Regions from separate parts of the Mus musculus genome. Here region 2 is linked to region 1. Evidence: chromatin contacts called from public HiCAR-type data. All regions are on one chromosome and are shown on one strand. The core of a region is the stretch at or near the end of the contact, and the rest is flanking DNA. Distances in the headings are between cores, read along the strand shown. Region 1 holds the start of Fgf5 (fibroblast growth factor 5). Region 2 holds the start of Vamp9 (vesicle-associated membrane protein 9).

The links. HiCAR-type assays count read pairs that join an accessible place to other places.
Region 2: a HiCAR-type map of astrocytes shows a contact between it and region 1, with 4 times the contacts expected there. The contact joins the promoter of Vamp9 here to the promoter of Fgf5 in region 1. A contact is called at or near these places in 1 of 39 promoter capture datasets (hippocampal neurons) and 2 of 115 datasets of contacts at active chromatin or transcription factors (astrocytes and stem cell-derived neural progenitor cells).

Annotation. Positions count from the first base shown.
Region 1 is chr5:98,249,841-98,256,267 of GRCm38.p6, reverse strand. Fgf5 (fibroblast growth factor 5) reads right to left here and starts at 2,084. Exons shown (of 3, transcript NM_010203.5): 1 at 1,508-2,084. The coding sequence starts at 1,856.
Region 2 is chr5:99,903,395-99,909,269 of GRCm38.p6, reverse strand. It overlaps Vamp9 (vesicle-associated membrane protein 9), which reads right to left and starts at 3,005. Exons shown (of 6, transcript NM_001378420.1): 1 at 2,865-3,005. The coding sequence starts at 2,942.

The DNA of each region.
Region 1 (6,427 bases), core at 835-3,334:
GCCGACTGAAGTGTTGCTCTCCAAAGACAAAGCAAGCAGCCGGCAGGCAGGCTTGGAACAGCACCTGTCGGGAAGCTACCACCGGATCTCACTAGCCTGATCCTCTTAACTCAATGAAAGAGACTGGTCGGCCAGCCATCCCACCTGTGCTTGAATTTCCAAACCCTCCCCACAGGCCCCAGCCGACTGTCAGCCCAACAAATAAAGCCCGTGGTTCTTGGAGCTGAGTAAACAAAAGTGTTCTAGTTTCTGGGGACGCTGGTCTAGTGAAGTGCACCCGAGAGCCACCAGGAAGACAAGAGGAGCCAGGTGACTGCGCAGCACTATCTCCTGGCCCCATTTCCGCTCTCCATGGGAGTCTGAGCGGTCCCTGCTGTGGCTTTTATCTGGAGGACTGAGCCCTGCTGGAAACCCGACCTGAACCTAGTGAGAAAACTGCTTGCAGGATTACAGAGACAACTACAGTCCCATGCATGCACACAGCTCCAAACCTCCGCTCACCTCAGCAGCTTAGAGCAGCGAGGGGAGTGCGAGTGATTAACGTGGTGGTCCAGAAAAGCAGATGGAATGGAGAAAACGCGGGTGGGGGTGGAAGCGAAGAGGAAAGGAGAAAGAGAGAACTCAGAAAAATTTCAGGTTGGGTGGTTGATGTTTTTTTTTTTTAAGTTATGCTCAATTTACAACCATTTCCAACCTCATCTGTAATTCTTTTAAAATTAAGAACTTTACTCCATCTGTCCCTGGAAACCAAAGGTTAACATTGTCAGGGTCTCAGCCTACTAAATGTTGTTAAACTCAGCACCGGACTTAGTCATAATACTGTCTGTCCGGTTTTCCAGATCATGTTGCTTTCTTGCAAGCAGAACTTTGCCCTTCCAAAACGCATGTACACGTAAATTCTACGTAGACCTGTGTAGTTGGTGTGCGCGCGCGCTTATGTACGCATGTATGTATCTACATATGTATGTATTCGTGTGAAAGATACCTAAGCATTCGGAGTTACATAGAGATATTAATAAACAAACATAATATGGGATATATAGGATATTTGTAGTTGGAGAATGGAAGTACTCAGATGGGTTCTTTTCATAAACGTAAATTATGTACAGGGAATAGAGATATACTTAACGCTTAAAGAAAAATGCGGTTCTAGTTCATAAGTAGAAAGAAATTGTACCAGGAGAAAGATTGTTACTTCTTTCATTATTATTATTATTTTTTTTTCTTCTCCAGCTAGAGTGGGTGGCTAGTCTTTTCGGCCCGGGCATTCTGGAAAAGAGCTGCCTGTCTCACCTCGGTAACCTCACCTGGGCTTACCCATGCTTACTACCCAAGACAGAAGGGTGCGTCTGCTCGCTCTGAGTAGACGCATCTCCACGAAACCCTACCGGACTCTTTCCAGAACCAGCAGAGTCCCAGACGCTAGGGCTCCTAGAGGTGCCTGTGGCCCAAAGGAATCTTGACCGTCCCTCCCAGAACAGGTTTTGTTGGAGAGTGAGCAACTTACTTAACACACTGGCTTCGTGGGAGCCATTGACTTTGCCATCCGGGTAGATCTGCAGATGGAAACCGATGCCCACTCTGCAGTACAGGCTGCCGGTCCGGCGCCCCGAAGGGCTCCACTGGAAACTGCTATGTTCCGAGCCGCTTCCTTGGCTGCCCGGAGAAGCTGCGACTGGTGAGGAGGCAGAAGACGAAGAAAACGTCGCGCTACTTCTGCCCCGGCTGCCGCTGGAGTCTCCCGGGTTCCTAGGAGGCGCGGGTTGCCCTTCGGGAGTGAGACGCTTCTCCCCGTGAGCCCAAGCGCTGTGGATCAGGTGGCTGCAGAAGATGAGGAAGAGCAAGGACAGGCTCATTCTTCCGGCCGCGGGGGTCCTAAGTGCATCTTGCAGGGCTGGCTCCGGGCTCCGTAGCCCCCGCGCGGCTGCGTGCCTCTGGCGCTGCCTCCCTCGCCGCACAGGGTGGACATAGCCTCGGGGAAGGGAGAGGGAGAGGGGGAGAGAGAGAGGCCACCCGAGCGGATCTCGGCGCTGGCACCGGGATATTTATAACGCCAGTGATCTCACTGCTCCGTGCACGCCTGCGAAGCTTCCCCTCACCCGCCGCTTTGTGTACTCACGGCCGGTACGGGGAGGGAGCGCCGCGGTCCCGGGGGCGGGGGTGTGAAGGAGGAGGGAGATGCGATCCCGGGAGTGGGAGGAGGTGTCTCGCCCTCAGAAGCTGCCCCCGGGACGCTGGCTGCGACCGTGCACGGGTCATGCAACCCAGCGGTTGTCAAGAGCCACCCAGTCACCCCACCCCCTGCCCGAGCCAGCGGCTCCGGAATCGGCTCCGCGCGCGCTGCTCTCCACGCAAGGGGCACGGACGGACGGCAACGTGGGCATGGGTTCCCGTCCTCTGTGGTCACATGTGTCCCAGCCAACTCACTCTTTACCCAGCACCCGCATTCCAGGTTGCTGGCCCCTGCCATCTGGAGCCTGGGAACCACTTTCCGAAGGGAACCAAAAACTGATTGGCAGCAGAACTTGGGAAGGTTTTGGGGTGGCCCAGGGTGGGAGAGAAGACTGGTTTCTCGCTGTTATTGATTTATTAAAGAACTAAGGTGTGCGTTTATTTCTCCACTAGAGAGCCACCCTGAATTGTTATGCCAGGTCTCAGGCTGCCCTCTAAGAAACTCTGTGGATGCACGACGTGTCCAGCTTTTTCTTCAGGAAAACCCATGTCTGTGTTGGAACAGGTGAACGCCCTCGAACATACACACACACACACACACACACACACACACACACACACACCAGACACACTTGAACTCCAGGCAAGGATGAATTGAGTCTGAACACCAGGACTGCCCAGTTGTCCTCTCTGACCCCATGATCCGTTGCCTGGAGGAGTTAGCCAACAGCTCTCTTCAACTTCCATTGACTGGAGGACCGACCCTAATGAATGATTAATGACAGGCCCCTGAATCTCAACCTAGGGAAACCTGAGAAGGAAGAATTTCCCCGTACGTAATGCTGGGGCTGTTATTTATCTGAGAAATATACCTGACTTGCATTCTTGGAATATTTCTGTCTGAAAACATATTTGAAACTTTAAACTACACTATGATATATCACTCATTGGTCACTTAAAATGAAAAGTCAATGAAGCCGCCCAATGGGGTCAACTCGCATCAATCATGCGAGATGTTAAGACATGACTTTATTAATTACTGAGTATCTGCTTCAGGCTTCCTATCTTCATAGTGAAAACCTATAAAACAGATGTAGATTTGTTTTCAGAATTGCAAATCTTCCGTGGATTGGGGACAAGGCAGCTGATAGCCAGTCACCTGATCAACACAGGAAATCGCCAAAGGGAGTAAAAGGAATATCCAACACAAAAGATTGTGACCTGAGGCTCGGTGCCCCTGGTGTGCACCACAGCACAAATCTCTCACAGGACAGCACTGAACTTTGAGAACAACACCAGTTTCCTTCCAAAGGGTCCATTTGAAGAGTCACTTCCGGGGCTGGCGAGATGGCTCAGCGTTTAAGAGCACTGACTGCTCTCCTGAGTTCAAATCCCAGCAACCACCTGGTGGCTCACAACCATCCGCAATGAGATCTGATGCCCTCTTCTGGGGTGTCTGAAGACAGCTACAGTTACAGTGTACTTACATATAACAAATAAGTCTTTTTAAAAATTAGCATGCTGATCTACTGTGTGTGCCTTCTGAAGAGGAAACCCTTAGTCTTACATGGTTTAGGCCACTTTTGGTGTCTCTGGATAACATCAGTAAGACTCTCGAGTGTCACTCAATCCACTGCCTAAGACTAACTTGGGTCACCAGCTCCCATCCTATGGAGTCTATGGAAGGACAGCTGGAGTACCTTCTTCCTTAGGCATCTGATCATCCCCCTGCTGCAGGGTGGGGGAAAGCAGAGGACTCTGGGAGTTTTCTAAAATTGAAACTCAGCCTCTTGACTTTTTACTCTTTGAGCTCCATTTCAGCTGAGGCAGTATCTCTGTGTTACTCTCATCTCTAGTAAGAACCAAGTTGAAGGTCAATTCCTTATCTCAGGGTGACCTAGGAAGGCTACCTACCACCTACTCTGCCTTTAGTCTGTCTCAGTTCAGGGCCTGGCCAGATGAACTTTTTCTGGCATTCGAGAGTTCGGGTGGGGCTCACTAAAAAGAGACAAACCCCAGCTGCTTTGGAGAAAGTGATTAAATTTGGCAAAGCAACTTAGCTCTCTTCTCAGAAGGCAGAAGTGTGTACATGTGCGTCTAAAACCCTGCCCCATTGCTGCATCTAAGCAAATAGAGAAATTGTCATTGATTTAATGTTTATGAAAGACTGTTAAACTGGGATTGTGTTTATTTAAGGGGTGGGGGCTGCAAAAACTGAGCCAAAGGAACTGAGACAATAACAGCATGCCTGTCACCTGCCAGTGAGCTGGGTGACCAAGCCAGCCAGCTTTCCTCTGCAGCTTAGCTAATGCTGCACACACCAGTGCTGTGCATACCTGCAGTGTTCACATCCTCTCTCACACATGACTAGCTGGTCTCAGCCAGAGCTGGGCTCAGAGGAAACTCTCTGTTGGAGGCAACAATCTCTCCTTTTAACGTCTTGGCTGCTCCCAAAATGAGTGTGACTCTATACCACATTCTCTCCATTCTCATGGGTGGCTTTCTAAAAGGCATTCACCCTAAGTCCCCTGCTGGTGTTAGTCCCCCAGTTGCTATTTATGAGCCACTGAAACCTGGACACAGTTCCTAAAAGCCTGTGCCCATAGCTTGCACCATGGTGTCATTCATTCCTCACTTCCCAGTCTCTCAGAGCTGAGAGGCTAGACCTGGAGGAAAAAAAAAAAAAAAAAAAAAAAAAAAAAAAAAAAAAACTATGTTCTTAGCTGTCTGCATTGTAAAGCTAGTAGTTCTAGAAGAGCCTGTGCAAGTACTCATTGCTGCCTAACAGAGCAATAAAACGCTCTGGCAGCTGATTGACTCCATCAATGACCTAGGCTCCAGGATAGGGGTGTGCCGTCTGTTCGGCCCCATCCCATCATGGTGGCCTTCTTCTGTCCTGTTTCCTCAGTCTCACATGCTCACTTTACTGATTTAAACCTCAAAATTGGAAGCCCCAACACCTCAGACTCCCTTTTCCTTGACCATAGAATCTGGACCCTTCCAATCTGCTCCTATTTGAGAAGAATATCAGCTACATCATTGATCTAGTTTCTAGCCCCAGAAACCCCATCTGTAAGGAAGACACAGTATAGACCTTACAAGCCTAAGAAGATAGAGGTTCAGGTGAAGGCTTCCTTTTACCTAAGGAACAGGTTCACTGTTAATGACCTTGAACTAGTTGTAAGTCAAGGCCTAGCTTTGCTGAGGCATCCCTCCTAAGTGTGCATCATGCAAGGACCAGGATGTGGGCAAAGATGCAGGTAATGACTAAGGGTGCATCACCCAGGGCAGTGCAAGCCATCCTACAGGCTCTCCTACCTGGAAGTAGACTCCAGTGCCAGGACCTTGCCTAGACTTCTGCCCCAAAGCTCCACTTGAGCCAAATCTCTGCTCCTGGCGATGCAAGTCCTTGGTGAGGTTTGTATGTCTGAGGGTCCGTGACTCATAAAACTGGAAGGTAAGGCCTCTTCTTGATATGAGGAGACAGTCAGAATCTTTTTTTGCCTACAAAAGCTGTCTTAACTCTGCTTTTAAAGGATTATGTGGCTCCCACCATTTCTGTCTCTCTTCCTTACTAAGAGGCTATGTCCACATAACAATACACACCATGTTGCGTTAGCCAGGTTTTCAGGGATGGCATATGAAGTTTCAAGAAGTTTGCTGTGGACTTCATGTGTATATTGTCTCAAAGTTCACACTGAAACTCTAAATAGTGGTACTTGGTAGTGGAACTCTGAGGAGTAAATGGCTCTGGGGATGAATTCCTCCTGAATCAGTGTTCTTATAAAAAGGGATAAGAAAAGACCTGGTTCCCTCCCCGCCCCTGCCACCATGTAAGAAAGTAAGAGCCTAGCCATAAGGTACCTTGATCTCAAACTTCACAGACTCTGGGACTGTGTAGCTCAGTTACGTGTTTTCTAAGCTATCCAGTCTCGAATGGTCTTGTTAAAACAGCTGAAGACAAAAAGCAACAAGGTTGTCTTGTGGGAAGAGTTAGGAGCTGACCTGTAGGGCCCTCAGACCATGCTGTTACCATGACCATCAATCACCTCCAGGCCTGGCTTCCCACCAACCAAGTTGGCAGCCAGCACAGCAGTCAAATTGCCTATGGCTACAGGATCAGGCTGAACAGGTTGAGAAAGGTAGGAAGGGCCTTCGGTGGAAGAAGAAAGCCAAGGAGAGCAGAAGAGGATTAGATCTCTTCCCTTGTCTTCAGAGTCCATTGATCTCTCTACAAAGGGGGGTGATGGTTGGA
Region 2 (5,875 bases), core at 1,756-4,255, 1.7 Mb before region 1:
ATCTCTAATTGGGCAGATCCCATTAGCCAAAATAAGGGGAGCTCTGGAGTGTTGTTTAATGCTTTAACACAAGTTGCTCAAGGAGCGCAATCAGGCTCAGGTGATGTTGAAAATAATATAATTTCACCTATAAACATCACCACTATTATGATAAAGGGAAAGGTGACCATTCCCAAAAGATCACGATGGCCTGTTGGCAATGCTACTGCTATACGCAGCATGCCTTGGTGTCATCCGGACCTCGCATTTCCTATAGTTTTTTCACCTTGTCAATCAAAAATTTTCCCTCGGAAAGAAATAGCAAAGGGTTTCGTTTTGTCACCCCCACTAGATTTTGCTATAATGAACGATAAAGGAGATGCTACAGGGAAAGAATATTTGGCCATATTACCAATGGATTTTAAGCAATGAGGCAGGTGCTAGTACCAGTCTGTCAGCCTTTGCATTGCTGACTGGAACCTTTCATGAGATATTGAATGTTTCTGCCACTCTTTCCAATACCTCTACTCATTTAGATAATGTGACAACTAATAGAATTATCAGAAATATGACTACTTCTCCAGTAGAAGTTTGTGTCAATCCTCCATTTTTCTTTATATTGGCGGAATTTCAAAATAATACAGAATGGTTAGATTGTACAAATGTCACTTGTTTTTTGACGCAATGCTGGAATGGAACCAAATTCTTAGCCTTAGTGGTTCATCTACCAATCTTTGTCCCTGTGCCTGTTGAGGCAGATCCAGAGAAGTTCCCAATAACGAGTCTTATTCGGCAAAAGAGAGGTTTTGGAATCACAGCTGCCATTATTACAGCCATTGTGATGTCCGCGGCATCAGCAGTTACCGCAGGAACTGCTATGGCCCATCAAGTTAATACTGCTGACACCATAAGTCAGATAGCAGAAAAATCCTCTGAAGCATTGCTTACCCTGCAAAAGGTGGATTCTCATATCGCCTCAGGGTTAATGCTAGTGAATCAGAGAGTGGATATTTTACAACATAATATGGAACGGATGATGGATGTCATACAAATGAGTTGTGTGGCATCCACATCGCATGTGTGCATTACTCCCAATAAGTATATTAATAATTCTTTTATTAAAAGTACAGACCTATCGAATTACCTGAAGGGGAACTGGTCGCAGGAGCTGGAGAGGTTGCAGGCGAGACTGCAGATGCAGATCCTGAACCTTAATGGGACCAGAGTGGAACCAGTGACCCTCGGAGACTTTACCTCTTGGTTTACCTCTGCTTTTTCTTACTTTAAGGAATGGGTGGGAGTGATTTTGTTTGGTGCTGCCATATGCTGTGGACTGGCGTTCATGCTCTGGTTGGTATGCAAATTCAGAACCCAACAAAAACGTGACAAGGTGATTGTAACTCAGGCACTTTTAGCTATTGAAAACGGCTCCTCCCCTGAAATTTGGTTATCTATGCTCAAGAATTAGTCAGCATGAGATTAGATGAGAGAGACTCAACGATCATTGATCAGCCCTTGCTCATCAATAGGGTGATCATGATTTCCCCACTAATTCAATTTTTGGCTGGCCTCTTTTGCAGAGTTCGCCCTAGGTCATTTAGCAGTTATTGTCACACAGCACTGCGGTATCCAGAGACGGGCAACTTTCCTCGTGCACAGTCCAACCTAAGACATGGGGCCCGGTGGCGATAGGGTTACCCTATGACGGGTAAGGCTGTGACATTAGAGGAATGACCTAAAACAGGAGCCACGGCGGATGGGCATAATTGCACAGGCCTAGTCCAGTCTCATTTTATTAAAACAAACAGGGGGAGATGTGGGAAGCCACATGTGCCGTTGCTGAGTGGCACTGACTACTGCTGGCCACCATGCATAAGATTGGACAAACAACCAATGTGTACATATGCAGTAAAGTTTTTTGCAAAAACACTGCCTGGCCCAGGCATGATAATGAGGTTCTGTAAGGTACTGAGAGTATAACCAATCGGATGTGAGACATGCAAATGAGATGATAATGAGGCTCAGTGAGGTACTGAGAGAGAGTAGCCAATCAGATGAGGAACATGCAAATGAGGCTTAGTGCATAACCAATCAGGGTATGAGACACGCCTCTCCTAGGCCTATAAAAGCAGCACCAGCTCTGGGCAAAAAGTCTTTTCGCCTCTACAATCAAGCTCTCCCAATAAACGTGTGCAGAAGGATCCTGTTGCAGCGTTGTTCTTCCTGGCCAGTCGAGGGCGCGCAAGACTGTGCTAAACTAGGAGTAGTTCCTCTGTACAGGAGTACATTACAGCCTATCTTCAGCGAAACCTTTTCTACCCCCTGGGACAACTGATCTAAGGTTCAGATAGAATATTAGATGGCATCTGACAATTTCTAGGTGTGTGTGTGTGTTGGGGAACTGAACTCAGGGCCTCACACATTCTGGGCAAGCGCTCTAACGTTGTGATACATCTTGTGTTCTCACTTTTTAAAGACTGGGTCTATATAGCCCACGCTGACATCAAATTCATGGCCCTCCCACCCTGGGCGCTGAGAGTCCAAACTGCGCTGTCAGGTGGCCCTCACTGCCTGCAACTGAAGTAGTCTTGAGACCCTTACACGTTCACTAAGTGTGTTCAACTGCAGGTCATTTCCTTGTAATGGGGCTATCAACTTGGAGATGGCTATAAATCTCCGCCAGACGGCCGCGGGCAGTACGAGCCCCAACCCCTGGGTGGCGCAGGCGCAGTCCCACTCCCGCCTCGGAGGCAGCGCTTCTGGAGGGGGCGGGGACTCCCGGTCCCTGAGTCCTTCCAGGTCGCCCCGCGCCCTGAGGGGAGGCCAGGCGTGCGCCAGCCTCGAGGAACCGAACCCTCAGACGCCGAGGCGTGAGCCTCAGGTACCTGATAGGCGCCGCCGGTCAAGGCCAGCTCCGCCAGGACCGCTCGGCCATTAGCAACGCAGCTGTAGGTGATCGTCATAACCAGCAGGCCAGTGAGAGAAGCGGACCGCCTTCTAACCGCCCGCTACAGTTGGACCGCCGCTCCGCGCAGGCGCGAGGGACGGTTGATTGGCAGGGGAGGAGGCGGGGCCATCTGTGGGTCCCGCAGAGCCTGTGAGTTTGCTAGGCGAGGTCCTCGCACATGCTTGGGATTCCTGAGGTCTCTCTGTGCTCCGGGTAGTCTGGAAAACCATTTAAGAGCTGTTTAACTGCCCAGGCCTCATCTACGTGTGAATCAGTCACAATCTAGGGCTGCGAAGCTGGGGGTAGTAGGCAAAGACCCCGGAGGTCTGAGTTCGAATCCCCAGAACTCACGCTAAAAAAAAAAAAAAAAAAAAAAAAAAGAAGTAAAAAAGGCATGGTGGTTGGAGCATGTAATCCCCTTTGAGAAGTGGAGTGGTGGTGGAGACAGGTGTATCCTAGTAGCTCATTGGCCTACCTGAATTGATAAGCTTTAGGTCTGGTGAGTCTTGGTTTCAAAAAATGTGGAGCGCAACCTTGGAAGACACATCTACATGTGCACGCACATCACACACACACACACACACACACACACACACACACACACACACACCATGCACGCATGCAGCACACTTAAATTTAAGCAAGCATTGGAGGAACCTCTTGTGCACAGCCTGCATTTGGTTTTGTGAGCATGAAGACCATCTCTGAGTTGTTCTGTAACTACTCACAGAGCAGCATACGCTGAACAAATGCTGGTTACAGTTTGCGGTGACAAAAATGTTCACAGCATTGAAAGGACCCCATTAGGGGCGTAAGGGCTCCAAAGTCTCACTCTCTGACTGCCCAGTTGGGGTTCTCTGTGTTAATTATCATCTACTGTAAGAAAAAGCTTCTCTGACGAGGTTGAGCAGCGCTCTGCTCGGTGGGCATAACAATTTGTCCTTAGAGGTCATTTTATGGTAGTATGTTTCCCCTAGGCCCATGACCTATCCAAACCCAGGTTCTTGGCCACTTTTAGTGTCATATATGAGTTCCATTTCATGAAGCGGGACTTAAATCTAATCAAAAAGTAGTTGGAGGGCTGGAGAGATGGTTCATTGGTAAGAGCATTGGCTGATCTTGCAGATGACCAGGGTTCAGTTCCTAGCACGTACATAGCTGCTTACAACCATGCATAACTCCAGTTTCAAGGTATCTAACATCTGACTTCTGTGGGTTCCAGGCATCATGTGGTACACAGACATACATGCAGCCAAAATACTCATCAAATGAATATATCTTTGGAGTTGTAGCATTGGCTCAGTGGTTAAGAGCATGTGTTGCTCTTGCATAGGACCTCGGTTAAATTCTCAGTATCCACATGGTGGTTCATATCATCTGATCCAGGGGATATGACGTTCTCTTCTGACCTTTGTGGCACAAGACACATAGATTACATGCACACACACACACACACACACACACACACACACTACCCATGCGCATAAAATAAATCTAAAAGTTGGTCACTACCATATCATTTGTGCTACATCAGTACATCTTGCAGGTTCTGGACTCTGTTGTAGGTTTTATGGTTTGTAGCTTTGTGAAATCAGCTATTACTTTTCCCCTCCAGTAGTGTGCGAATTACTTCCCAGCACTATGAGTGCTAGTCAGTGGGGCAGATCTTGTATGTGGGCATCAGTCTGGTTTTTCCATGTTTAATAACATACGTAAATGTTCCTTCAGCAACAGGGCCTTGCTGTGAGGTTACAGCTCAGCTTGTTTGCTTCCTTTTTCTAGTATTTTGAGATTATAATAATTATAGCATAGCGTTTCTCCCTTCTCTTTTCTCCCCTTCCCTCTTCCAAACCCTCCCATATGCCCCTCTCCTCCAAATCCATGGCTTATTTCACTAATTGTTATTGCATGCATACATTGCATGCATGTACATATATATATTCCTAAATATAACCTGCTCACTCTATATAGTGTTCCTTGTATGTATGCTTTCAGAGATGGCTGTTGGGCGTTGGACAGTCAGTGGGTGTGTCCTTCCCTGCTACTGTTCCCAGCCTCCCTCGGTTGTCCTGAGTTCTTCATGTAAGGATGAGGGCTCACGGGCTTTTCCCGACCCACGTTGGCATGCCCATTGGTGTCGTCCTTGCTCAGCTCGTCTTTGTCCAGTCACGTGGGTGAGACTTTCTGGGTGCAGTCTTTGAAGTTACTAGGAGACACCATCTCACAGCAAACTCCCTCATCTTCTGGATCTTAAAATCCTTCTTCTTCCACAATATCCCCTTAGCCTTAGGTTCCGTGAGAGTGTTTTACAGAAGGTATCCATTGGGGCTGGACTCCACAACTTGATTAATTGTGGTTTTCTGTAGTGATCTCTTTGTTACAAAGTGACAGTTCCTTGATGAGGGGTGGGGACTATACTACACTTATTTATGGGTATTGAGGCAATGTTTATAGAATGTTGTTAGGTATTCTGATGGTCTAGTAAACCAGAGGTTGTAGATTCTCTGCTAATAACCACGACCTCACTAGCACTGAGCAGTTAGCTAAGATTTCAGGCCCAGGCAGGCTCTGTCTCCTGTTGAGTGGGTCTTAAGTCTAATTAGACAGCTCTTGGTTATTGCCAAGCTAAGCATCCACCCCTGCACCCTTAGCATTATCCCATCATGCAGGTCATACATGTGCTTCCTAGGCATCATAGCTGGAGGGAGGGACTGCTGGCTGCTTCCTCCCTTTGGAAGCTTGCATGACACCATCTGGCACCATGAGAGCAGTCCTCAAGGACTGAAAATTCAGGTCAGCTCCAGCTCAGGGGTCCCTGGGTGTCGTTCCTGAAGTGCATGGTGTCTTTGTCAGCTAACTTTCTTATAGATTCCAGGACCATCTGCCCAGGAAATAAACCACAGTGGGCTGGGCCTCCTACATCAGTTATCAATTAATAAAACTCCTTAT